Linked DNA regions of Mus musculus: region 1 is linked to region 2. Evidence: chromatin contacts called from public Hi-C data. All regions are on one chromosome and are shown on one strand. Each heading gives the region's core, a stretch centred on a gene start, on an enhancer-like site or on the middle of the called end of the contact. The rest is flanking DNA. Distances are from core to core; before and after follow the strand shown.

What was found. Hi-C and Micro-C count contacts between places; a contact is called where the count stands out from the background.
Region 1: a contact with region 2 is called in a Hi-C map of neural progenitor cells, with 3 times the contacts expected there. The contact joins the enhancer-like site here to the promoter of Nfasc in region 2. A contact is called at or near these places in 6 of 484 Hi-C or Micro-C datasets (the HL-1 cell line, embryonic stem cells, nephron progenitors and 2 more), 1 of 115 datasets of contacts at active chromatin or transcription factors (embryonic stem cells) and 2 of 9 other capture datasets (adipose tissue and liver).

The regions. Positions count from the first base shown.
Region 1 is chr1:132,856,964-132,863,619 of GRCm38.p6, reverse strand. No RefSeq gene overlaps it. Among named protein-coding and RNA genes, the nearest start is that of Lrrn2, 20 kb to the left of the region's middle. Within about 2 kb of position 4,634, at least 48 of the 459 cell types and tissues checked have an H3K27ac peak or open chromatin away from gene starts, as enhancers often do. A contact at or near this core is called in neural progenitor cells, where this site is marked.
Region 2 is chr1:132,740,225-132,746,578 of GRCm38.p6, reverse strand. It overlaps Nfasc (neurofascin), which reads left to right and starts at 4,782. Exons shown (of 30, transcript NM_182716.4): 1 at 4,782-4,908.

The sequences.
Region 1 (6,656 bases), core at 3,385-5,884, 120 kb before region 2:
CCTATGAGCAGATCCTGAAGAACCTGTGGTTTGGGAGGCTGTAGAGAGAGGCTGGACTTGCCCTGGCGCAGTGGCTGCAGCTGGTTATCTGTGCTGAGCCCCAGCAGACAAGATCCAGCAACAGTAATCACTACGTTCCCTCTTTTCATAGAATGAAACAGCTGTCTTCTCTCCAGGCAGGAAACCCAGTCTTTAATACTCAGCCCTGAAAGGTGACTCTTCTGTTATAAGACTCTGAGTCCCTGGGGAGGCCAACACTCTTCTCTGTGTTCCCTCAGCAGGAAGAATAAGAGGACACTGGAGAGAACCCTTGTGGGAGGGGTTCAAACATTTCACCTTGTCACATTCCACGGGTGGGGAGTACAGAGTAGCTATCAGACATGGCTGTGGCTTGCTGGCAGAGAGGCAGTACAGGATGGTCTCAGCTCCTTCTGGTTGGCTTGACACTCTTCACCTCATGCTTGTCTGTCACTTACTCCATGGGACCTAGCTCTGTGTCCCTCCCAGAATCACTCAGTTCAATCTCTCCTGTAATTTTTGGTCACCTGTATACTGTGAGCCTAGACTCAAGTGACAAGAGGGCATAGAAGTGATGTGAAGTACATCTTGCTGGAGAGGACAGGTGTCACCCCACCTGTCACCCAACAGCCAACAGCACTATTGAGGTGCTGATCTGGCTTAGTGGTGCTGATAACACACTATGGACCATAAGGTTTGGGGGGTGGGGTGGGCAGAGCTATGGCTTGCACTGTCCCCTGGGCAAGATGAAGCCCTGGGACATCAGCATCATCACTGTCTTCCTTCAGGGGACCATGCTCCCGGCCCCATTCTTGACAGCTGAGAGAAACTGGTGAGGGAGTCACGGAAGGGATTGGCTATCTTGGTCAGGGGCAGTGAGGGCTGGATATGTGTTTTCTCTGGAGGAGGCCTGGTATCTCTCTCACAGGAGCAGCTCTTGTTCCCCACTGTTAGAAGCCCACTAACCTAATAGAGACCTGGCTCTATGGGAGTCACTTTGTACAGTCCTCTCCAGGGACCTTCATTCTCCAGCCCCACAGATAGTTGTCCTGATGCAGCAGACAGGCTGGGTGGGGCCAAGGTAGACAAGACATTGCTCCTCTGCCTACTTTACATCCTTGGTTTGTAGCTGTCTGACTGCAGCCGTAAAAACAGCTTATAAAGTAGGTGTCTGCTGTAAGCAGCAGAAGCATCATCAATGCTGGGAGAAGGGGCCGCCAAGGCAGGTTGTTTTTCTCCCTCTCCAGTAGCTCAGACCCTAGTGCAGAGGCTCACTCCGATCTAGGCCCACAAGGCAGGACAGCAGGAGGGAGGGCTGGTGTCTCGCATCCCTGCATGACAACTACCCACATCAACCACAAGCCAGAGCTAAGGCGTCTCCTCAGAGACTCTTCAAACATAGACATGTTTATGTCTTTTCAGGGTAGCTCAGATACAAGCAAGGAACTGGCACCTAGGGAAAATAAAGCCCGGGATACAAGGTAGGGACTGGTATTTTTTTAAAACCTAATTTAAATCAACTTGCAGAAGACCTCAAATGAGGCCAGTTGGGAGGAATCCCTGGAAGAAACCAGGCAGACTCAAATCTCAGGAGCCCAAGGACTCTATGCATAGCTCCCTTCTTATGTACTGGGCTTAGTTCCCAGACATACTGTAGCCTTTACTACCCCAGCTTATTTGGAAACCCATTAACCTAAAAGAGACCTAGCTCTACAGGATGAAGGGCATAGTCCTGGCAGAGCTCTGAGGCACTGCCAGTGCAGGCCTAGCCTTCTTGCAGATATCAGCTACATCTTTGACCATGGTGGGTAGCTGGCTCGAGGTCTATATGGAAGCACTTGACCCAGCCCTCAACAGGGACACTCTTGTCTCCTGTCCCTTTCATACCTGCTTCAGACCCTTCAGTAGCCTCAGTCCTTTGGTCCAAGGCATCTACTCAGTCACACTATTGTCAGACCGAATGTGGAGGGCACAGGTACCCGCCAGAGCCGACCATCAGAGTTCATCTGGGCACAGAACCCGGCTTCTTTGAATCAGCACCCCCTCTTCTGCTTCCCCCACTCATTGCATCCGCCCCCTGGCTTGCTGTGCAAGACTCTCACAGCTGAGTTGTTACTCCACACTTGTTTATATGTTTTCTTTGACTGTGTTAAGTCATTGTGTGTGCATAGCCTTCCCACACAGGGAGAGCCCAGAGAACAGGGGCAGGGGCTGCTCTGGCAGCTAGATCTGCCTGCCGTCCTGAATCTAAGAATTTGGGAAGGACTCTCAGGACATCAGAGAGAGTGCATCTACCTACATGTGTGTGCATACACACACCTGTACCTGTGCATGCATGCAAATATGTACACTAACTGAGTTGCAGGGCACGAGTCTGACAGGAGCCATGCTGCTTAAGGCTGTTTAGCTTTCTACTCATTTTCTTTTTTCTCCTGTATGCCAGGTGCCCACATATCACATTCAGAAGACCTCAGAGGGGGACAACCCAGGCTACACTAGACAAGTGTCAGGTCCCTTGCATGTTAGACCAGCAAGTTGTGTGTGTGTGTGTGTGTGTGTGTGTGTGTGTGTGTGTGTGTGTGCGTGTATGGCAAATTTGACATTTCTAATCACTGGAAGAACCCAGGAAGTTTAGCTGTCTCTGTTTATCCCTGGCAGGATTGATTCTAAGTCCTTCCAAAGCTACCAATCCATGGGTGCTTAAGTCCCTTATATAAAATATCATACTATTTGCGATGCATAGAACCTATATTGTCTCCTGAATGCTTTAGATCATCCCTAGATTACAATATCTGATGTAATGGATGCTATAGAAATGGGTTGTTGGGAATAATCAAGAAAATAATGACAAAGGAGAAGTCTATATAAGTTTAGTGCAGACTCTGAGTTTTAAAAATTGATTATGTATTTATTTTATGTGGTTTTTTTTTTGTTTGTTTGTTTTTTTGTCTATGTGTCTGTGCAACATTTGTGGGCCGAGTGCCCACAGAAGCCAGAAAAGGGCAATCAGCTCCCTTGGAACTGGAATGACAGACGATTGTAAGCCACCTTGTGGAGGCTGGGAATCAGACCCTATAGCCATCTCTCCAGCTGCCTGAATATGTTTTTTTCCTTTTTCATCTCTGAGTAGTTGGGTCCACTGATGTGGGATCCAACGGAAAGTGGGTTTGCAGGAATTGACCTATCCTATCATTTCGTCTTGTAATCAAGCATTTTGTTAAGTCTAATGAGCAGTATGATTTTTATAGACAGGCCGCACAGCATCTCTGGGTTCAGGAAGTGAGCGAGGTGGCTAAGAACTGATAGTGAGAATCCAATGAGGTCAGAGATGAGGATGGGCTCTGTATGACGACCACAGGCAGCCGTGGGGTGAACAGGGTTAGAGTGCGGAGAAGGCAGGACAGAGGTCAAATCCCAGGCATGCTCCTCAGAGTCACATTGTTCCTGCTGGGCTGCTGCCTCTCCCAGTCTGACTCACTTATCTTACTACACAAACACAGGTACTCCAAGGGATACTAGGGTGACATCTCAGGACATCTTTGCCCAGCCTCCAGGGTTCTGTAGCTTGGACACAAGGCCCCATCACTTGAGAAAAGATGCTTCCAGGCCACTGGGAGCAGCTCTGCACCGTTGAGTGGCTTCATTGATTCCTATTTTAGAAAAATGGAATTCAGAAGCCCTTCTTCAGAATCAAACTTTGATCTAAAAATCGTCTTTCTGGCTGTCTGTGCAGTGACGTTTTCAGGCTGACCCAAGTCCTCCTTTGCAGCCCCAGCATGGGTCCCTATGAGGCGACGCTCAGACAGAGCCTGCCTTCTCACTCTCCATCTTGAGAGTTGGAGGGTGGCTCATTTGGAATTTGGCTATACTCTGAATGTCAGAGTAGCCAGGGTCCCTGTGGGGCTCAATGATAGGAATTCCCCTTGGGACCTCTGCTGGAAATACAAGAGGAGAAAAGGGAGTGATGCCAAGTGTTCCTCCACGGTGTCACCAGGACAGTTTCCCCACCTACTTTTTTGGCTTTCGTATTGATTTCAATAGAGAGAAGGCAGGTCAGGGGGGAGGGGGGCACTAAAGAAGAAAAGCTAAGAGAGCAGAAGAGGATGGTGGTGGGGACACAGCAGGAGGGGGAGATGAGTGGGATGAGATAGCACTTGGCTTTCTTGTGCTCAGGAACCGGTGGAAGATTTGTCCTTGGGATCCGTCTAGCCCAGAAGAGCAGACCAGATATGCCCTACCATTTGAAAGTAAACCTCTGGGCCCCATGCATTATGTGTTGAGCAGGGCAGAGACACCTTTTGTGTCCACTGTTTGAACCTCTCTGCTTCCTGTGACCCACCCAACCTGGATGTACAAACCGTGGGCACACTTCACATCTCTTTCTGCAGAGGGTGGCACTGGGTATATGGGACCTTCTTGGTCAGCATCAAGGGAGAGGTGGCCTCTGAAAGGAGCCCCTGCTTTCTGCCCTGGCCCTAGTGCTGCACAGGGGAGGATAGATGCAGGCTACTTGACGTGATCCCCACACCCTGGGCTCCATGCCCCTATTTCTGCCTTTCTTGGGTTCTGTCTCAGAAAAGGACTCACACAGAGCGGTGTTTGCAGCCGAGTTGGATTTGTCTGTGTTGCCATGACAATAGTGAGAGCTGCTCCTGTTCTCTCAGCCTCTGCTCCTTTCACAGGCTACAGAGCTCTCTCTCTCTCTCTCTCTCTCTCTCTGTCTCTCTCTCTCTCTTATTCCTCTCCCAACCCACCATCATTATTTCTAATTACCATGGAATTTGACCGACCCCCCCCCTCCCCATTTCTCTCTTTCTGCATGTTTCTGCTCTAAGACTCTTGGTTCCCAAGTGCTTCCCACACCAGGGCTGGGGAGTGTCTCATGGCCCTCCAGAGGCCCTTGAATAGACTTGTTGGGACAGGAGGACCCTAGGCCTCCAGCCTCTGGGGATTTGTTTCCCTTCTCAGTCCATCTCCTCACTCATTTCCCTCCTGCACATCCAGCATCAAGGACCCACTCAGGTTCCTCCTTCCCAAAGACCTCTTGCTTGCTTTCTTCCCATTCCTGGTCAAGATTTATCTCCTATAAGCTTTCCCTATTTGGCTCCATCTGACCTCAAACACCAAGGGCCCCCCTCAGCATTTATGTGTAGTCCGGAGTGCTGATCTGCCCTTGCCTCTGTGTACATGCCTGGAGTCTACATGCCCAGCTGGGCTTCTGTGTCTAACTCCTCAGCAGCCTGGAGCAGTGGCTTTGTCTGTCCAGCTCAGCTTGCCATCTCCTTATTTCAGACTTGGTCCCATGGCTGATCCTGTCACTCCCAGACAAGATCTATCTGTCTGTGGGGATGGGCATCCTAACCAGACATTGCCAACCCTGCTGCCTCTGAGCAGAGGTACAGGGCTTTCCTTCTGTGTAGGGTGATTTGGCCTGTGGGTTTCCTGGGGCCACATTTCTCATTACAAGAAAAGAGTTTGAAAAATGGCTGGTGTTTTAGTTTGGGTTTCATTGCTGTGAAGAGACATAAGTCCACAGAGTTCTAGGAACTCTCTTGGAGCAAGAGACATGTCGCCCCTACCAGAACAAAAAAAACCTTCCACCTCAAAGGCTGTCATAAGTGTAGGTCTCAGTGGTGTCTGTATGAGGTGTAAAGTATGAGGCATTTATAGCTTCCCACTGGAGGCAGCACTGATTTGGATTCCATTATAACAATGTCACCTGATTCGAAGTGTCACCAAGCAGTATCTGTCCAGTGTGTGTGTGGGGGTGAGGTGGGGAGTCTGGAAGGACAGCCAAGGCAACCTTTCCTCTTAGAAAACTTGGGCAAAAGGAACATCTCTGTACTATGAGGGAGGGAAGAGTATACAGGGAGGCACAGGAGAAAGGGCAATGCTGTCTAAGGACAGGTCTGGAGACTCTTCAGACAAGAATCCAGAAAGAGGCAAAAAGCCCATCTCCTGAAAAGGACAGACTAGCATTCCGTGCTAAGGAAGAAGCTCACGGAGTTCTGGAAACAAGGGTGGGTGCTAGGTAGGAGAGAGGGAGGCAGGTGCCCTGCAGTGCTCAGGCACCTCAGTCCTCTCACTTCTCTCCTGGCCTCTCCTTGGCAGCAGCCTTCAATAGAGCTAGCCTCAGCTGCCTTCCTCCCAGGGCAAGATGGATGCTGGGCTGTGCTCTGGGCTGGCAGTGCTTATTTCCTTAGTTCTACCCTCTACTCGCCATTTGTCTGAATTCTGCATGGTAGGAACAGTGTCCCTCCATGTGCACAGGGGTCTGAATTCTGCACTGTAAGCCCAGTGGTCCTTCCATGTGTACAGGGAATGAGTTCAGGGGCCCCAGCAGATATGATAATTGGAAGATGTTGGAGATTCTTATAGAAAATAGTAATTTGCATATAACCACACATTCCCTGGAACACTTTAAATCATCTCTGAATGGCTTAGAATATCTAGAGTGATGTAAATGCTATGCAAATAGTTGTTATGTTGTATTGTTTAGGGAATAACAATAAGACAGTCTACATGTGTCGTACAGGTGCATTTTCTCACCTAATTTTTTATAATCTTTATTATTAAAAAAACACTTGCAAACAAATGAAAGCATCACACACTCAAATTAACTAGACTCCAAGTTTATA
Region 2 (6,354 bases), core at 3,533-6,032:
AGTGGGCAAGAGATTCCAGAAGCTCTGCTGTTCTCTAACCACTTGCTTTTTGACGCAATAGCTATCTCTGTGGTTGGCAGTGTGAAGTCTGCCAGCGTGGCCGAATGCCAGGCAGCTTCAGCAGGAGAACCTCTCTCTGTCCTTTGAGCCAGAGCCCTGCTCTGGAACCCAGGCTGACCTCAAACACGCCATCTTCCTCCTTTAGCATCCTAGACTCAGTGCGAGGTTTACAGGTGAGCCACAAGCCTGGCAAAGGAAAAGCCCCTTGGATATGGGTTGATGCTGGGATTCTCAGCTAAGGAGAGACCTTGCTCAGCCTCTGTCCAGAGTCAGATACGTGAGACAACCTGTCAAGATATCCGTGCTCCAGAGCCTTCAGGAAGCCATGCTTTCTGTACTCAGAGAGGGCATGGCCAGGCTTCTCTGGCTGGCTGCTCCACTGGAGGCTGCTGTCGATTGAGGTGCGCACATCCATGCCCTATGCAGGACAGTTGTGAGGGCAGTCTCTCACAGTGCAGCTATGCCCTCTCAGAGGTGCAGGGCCGTTCCCCACAAGGTGTTGCCCTAAGAACAGGGGCACAGGCCAGAGTCAGGGCAGGGAAGGCTGTCCTGAGTCTCCCTCTCCTGTTCACTGCCTTCTCTTCCTCTTTCCTCCCTCCCCTCCGTTCCCCTCCCCTTTCTTTCCCTTTCCTCCCACTTCACCACCTCCCTTCCCTGCCAGGCCCCAGCAGGAATGATGATATTTCACCTACTCCACATGCTCGGAGAGGACTCTGCCTCTCGAAGGCTGAGACGTATGCTTGATAAGTGACTCACGAGCTCTGCAACATGCTTGCCCTTAGCAGTGGTGGGGCTGGGTATCCCAAAGCATCTCTTGTTCTGCTTTGGTTTTGGTTTTGATTGCCCAAACAGAAAATAGGAAAGCAGGCAGAAACATGCCTCTGACCTCTGACCTCCTTGGATGTGGGCAGTGGACTCAAAGCACCTCTGCAATGTCTCAGCGGGAGAGGTGCCCAGGGCCTGTTAGGCCCTGCTGCCATGCTGCTGCCTCAGGTGTGAGGGAGGCTGGGGATAGGTCTGTGGTTGCCTGGCTAACTGGGAGAAATCTCAGAGCCCAGTTGTGGCTTTTCACCCATCTTCCCTGTGTTCCACATACAAGCTGAGTTGTGACTTTTCCTCCTGCCTCAAGGTAGGAGGATTCTGAGGGAGAGAGAGCAGAGGCTTGGAGATTCCAAGCCAGGGGAGGGGGAGGAGTTCCACCATTGCCTTGTGATACCCTCCCACCCCATTCCCCACCCCTGCTTTCCTGGGCCCTTCTCAGACCTGCACTTCTGTGCTCCCTCTGAACACGCCACTATTTGACTGGCTTTCTACACCTTCAGCAGCTGCTGTGACAGCTCTGTGTGCCTGTCACTCTGTCCCTGTTCTTCCTTGTGATGCCATCTAGTCTGCTGTAGTCACCCATGGCAGGGCCAGATGTGGGAATGAGGTTCTCTATGGGCCTTGGAGACCTTGACTCCCCTCTTGCTTCTTTAGTACAGTCTTAGTAGTAATAAATATGTAAGGGAGCGGTCCATAGACCACACTCAGGTTGGCAGTTTGTGCAGGACTTACAGTGCCCAGTGGGTGGGTGGCTGTGGTCTATCCCAGTGAAAGGACACAGAGGAGAGACACACGCTGCCGCATCCAGAGAGCCCCAACAGCAACATTCAGCCATCCTATCTCAGTGGAGGTTGGGACAGCTCTGACTTGTCCCAGGACACTGTGTGGGGTGCAGGGGAGGGGTGTCTCAGCAGCTGTGACATCAGAGTGCTTGTGAGACTCTCACTTTGTTTTGTTGTGGAGGCAGGGAGTGTGGTGATGCTGCTGGCCCTCTGAAGGCAGAGCTGGACTCCTGCCTACCGGGTTTCAGTTGCTAGCACACACAGGAGGTACAGCCCAAGGAACCCGGGAGATGCCAGTGCCTGTAAGGCAGGCAGGGCACTCTGGTGGCCCAAAGGGCAGTATTCAGAAACCAAGAGCGAACAAGGCAAGGGCCTTCAGGTCAACCCCCTGCCTCAACTTCCCCTGCTGCAAATCCCTAGAGCCATTTAGGCGTCTTCCCTCATTACTGAGTGGGTAAAACAATTCATCGCACAGTAAGTGATAAAAGACTTGATATATGAAAGGCTTCAGCAAAGGTTGGGTCCCTTCAGGTCCCTTATAACCCTGACCTAGTCTCCTAATCTGGACCAGGCCATTGTCACCTCCTCTTGTCCCTGTCCTTGTCCCAGTTTGCTTTTATTTTCCATTAGCAAGAGAAAACACACTGCATGCTATAACTGGGTGTTCTTTTGACAAGATCAGTGTTGTGGGATCCCCTCCCTCTGCATGTGTTATCAGTGTTAAACACCACTTGTAGATGCTGACACACTGAGTGTGGCTATGCTCAGTGTGTCAGCATCTACAAACCCTCCATAGCTCGTGCCCATGTTTCTGTAGGCCGGATTCTCTTTCTAAACATTTATTTATATTGTTTTAAATTATGTGTATGTATGTGTGTGAGTGTATGTATGTGTGTGTGTGTATGTGATGTGAGTGTGTGTGTGGTATGAGTATGTGTATGTGAGTATGTATATGTGTGTGTATGTGTACATGTTTGTGTGTGTGTGTGTTTCTGTGTGGTATGACTGTGTGCACGTGTGTGTTTGTGTGTGTATGAGTATATATGTGTGTGTTTGAGTGTGTTGTGTGTACATTTGTGTGTATATGTGTATTTTTGTGTGTGTTTGTGTGTATGTGAGTGCAATGTGTGTGTGTGTGTGTTTGTGTGTGTGTGTGTGTGTGTGTGTGCGCGCACTCACAAGTACCCACAGATGCCAGAGGTGTCAGATGCCTTGGGGTTGATTGTGAGACTCCCGACAGAGGTGCTGGGAGCTGAACTCTGGTCCTCTGCAAGAGCAGGAAGTACTTTTAACTTCTGAGCCATCTCTTCAATCACATTCTTAAGAATGGAACCGGTGGCAGGGACATTTAGAGTCTCAGTGATCCTGCCAAATCGCTCTCCCAAGTTAATTCTCCATCAATTACGGACAAATCCACCTGTGTCCCTATTCCTCCTTGGAAGACTGTGGAAGAGGATTGCTTGTTTAGCAAGAGAGAGACACTGTTTTGGTTTCCTTGGGTACTGCATTCACCTGGTGCACAGCACAGGCAGTTAAAATACCCGTACACATAAAATAAAATCAATGAATCTTTACAAAAACAATAAAAGTGTAAGCAATTGTTTACTTTTTCAGGTCTGATACAGTGAGGATGACATGTGGAGCTCAGCAGGTGCCTCTAGAGTGGACACAATAGTCACCACGCATCACCAGAAAATAGCTGCCTCTTGCTGCTCTAGGGATCCACACAACAGGATGCAGGGAGCTGGCCTCTTAGGATAGGAGAATTCTTTATTCCAGGGACCAGGCCACCACTGGATGCTTTTAGTAAAGGGGGGTGAGGGAACTCTGCCCTCCACACAGACCTGAGTGCTTTCAAGTGCCTTCCCCAAGTCTTCTAAGAGTCTGTCAGGTGTTTGGGACCTACCAGGGTCCAGGGACCCTATCCCTCTGGTTGGGTTGACTGGCTCCTTAGTGTCATCTGGTTCTGGTAGGGTGAAGTCTCATTCTCAGGACTAATACCAGGGTGATGCTGAAGTATTGGTTTTAAGTGACTTGCTGCTTTGTATATGTAGTAACCTTGAAAAAAATCGCCCAGGATTCTGACAATCTTGCTTCAAGGCTTTCAAAACTGGCCTCCCTCCCTGCCTCCTCTTTGCCTCCCATCTGCAGCTGTTGGGTTGGAAGCCCCTAGCTGAAGAGAGGCCATTTTGTCAGTGAGTGGATGAGCCTTTACTGAGCACAGGCTATGTGTGGGGCAGGGGGGTGATCTGCAGCGTCTCTTTTCCTGAGCCCACAGGCAGAGGTGGGTTGGGGGGGATGCTGAGACTGGCAGGTGGGTTCAGGTCTAAGTAGAGGTGATACCTGGGTGTGATCACAGAAGGAGTCTCAGAGTGAGTCTCAGAGTGGTGGTGCCTACGGGGCTGTAGTTTTAGGCAGGGAGCTGAATTAGAAGCTTCTAAGGGCTCATTCAAGGTGGGAGGGGGTACAGGTCTCCACCTGTGCACATTAGCTGAGGTCTACCAAGGGGGCGGGATCTCAGCTAAGACGCAGCCCACTTTGCATGCTCAGACCTGCTCAGTCACCGAGGCAGGGCTAACATTTGGATATGTGGTCTCCAAGTTCAAGGTTTTTCCACTCTAACTCAAGTCTGGGACAGTGCCCCGAGTCTCCCCCGGGCAGAACAATTCTTACAGTTTTAAAACAAGACCCACCTGTAATGTCCTCATGCTTTTTCTTTTGTTTGTTTGTTTGTTTGTTTTTTGCCCCTTGTCAGCTTCGGATGAACAACTCAGTGGAAGTTTTTGGAGGGAGCTATGCTCTCCAAAGCTGTGGACAAATTCCTGCCCCTAAGAACTCATAAAGGGGTTATTTGCAGGACAGACCGCAACAGTTCTGGCTCCAGGTCCTACGACAACACGGAGTGCCACTCTTCTGAAGGAGTATCCAAGATCAAGGGAGAAAACAGGGTTCCCAGACTCTGGTTCTGCAACTTGATCCTTAGCGCGTGGGGCGGACTGTGGCACCTGAGCATCCGTCGGAGCTGCTGGGTCCTGGTCCCAGCTTCTCGTACGCAGGGAGGGGTTCGGGGGCGCGCACGCAGGCCGCCGGGGACGCGCTGGCCGCCCGGGGGCGCGCACGGGCTAGTCTCTGCCCTAATGCGGCGGCTGGCAGCGAGAGGTGCTGCAGGGGACGCGAGGGAAGTGGCGGCGCCGGGAGCGGACATCTGGGACTGCGCCCGGGGCTGGAGCCCGAGCTCCTCGAGGTAAGGTGAGCGCGGGTACCCGGTAGGGTAACAGAACCCGGTCTCGGAAGCCCAACCAGCGGCACCCCCTTTGATTCCGCTCTCCTCAGTCCATCTGCATCCCCCGACCTGTCCCATCCCCCTCCATCCACATCCCTGTGCTTTTTTTTCTCTACACTGCCACCTGCCCGGAACCCACCAGATTCTGGCAGTGTCTCCCTCCAGCTTTCAGCCCTCTCCACCCTAATACCCTTTCGGACTCGGCTGGCAACATCCCATATTCCATCCCTCTCCCTCGCTCTCTCTCTCTTTCCTCGCTGTCTCAGCCTCACCATTGGAGACCAGCCAGCCCCTGTGTTTTCTCTCTGTACACCTCACTTTTCAGTTCCCCATTCCACTTATGTTTTCCTGCCTCACCCGTGGCCCCTCTGCTTGCCCTCCCTCCCGCGGCCCTGTGTAGTGCTGGCCTTCGGTTGCTCCCTTCCAGTTTATCCTCCCCGGTCCCCATCTTCACACCCAGTCCCAACCCCTTCACAGTGGCTTCCTTGTTTCCTCATCCTGCACACTCCCTCTGGAACATCTCCCCTACTCTCCTTGGTTCCTAGCCGGCCTACTACCCATCACCTTCTCTGCCTGCCCTTCGTGGTGATGTAGGTCCGGTGCTGACTGGGCTTGGACTCAGTCTACCCACCCTTGTATCGTCCTACTCTGCCACAGAGGCCTAGGGCTCAGTGGGCCAGGTGTTCACTGCTGTGAATTCAACCTCTCTAAAGCCCTTTGCTGCATGTTTGAGCCTGTTCATAGCTTTGGAAGAGAGATACTTGGGTTTGTAGGCCTCTGTGTGGTCCTCTCCTCTCCTGGAACTATTCAGGTTTGCTTCCTAGATGGGATCAGAAAGGGCTTGAGGCTGGGAGAAGAGGCAGGTCTAAGGGAATGGCCCTCAAGCTCCTGAGACTTGTCCTGAGTCCTGGGCTGCAAAAGCCTGGCAGAGAAACCTTGCTGGAGGGCCTAAGAGTTGGGGTCTTAGCAAAGACTTTTCCTCAGCTTCCAAGCCAGCATTCTGGCATCAGGAATGGTCCTGAGTGTGACCCACGACATGGCTGGGAGTGGTCAGAGTGCTGAATCACGGAGGCTGTGGTCCCACAACAGCCCACCTCACTCACTGAGCCAGGGTCTACTTTTCATTCCTCCCTTGGCTTACTGGCTGAGTTATGCATGCTGTGTGTATGTGTGTTGTGTATGAATGTGTATGTTGTGTATGAACATGTATGTGTGTTTTGTGTATGAGTGTGTGTGTGGTTCTGGACAAAGATGCCTCCTCTAGCTCCAGAGGAGAGGGTGACAATATTCCTCTTCTTGCCTGTCTCTTTCTCTGATAGGAGGGCCCTGATGTGCCTCCTCTAACCTTGGAACTGAGGTGAGCCCTGCTGGGCCCAGATCCAATCTTCAGTAAGGCAAGGGCAGGCC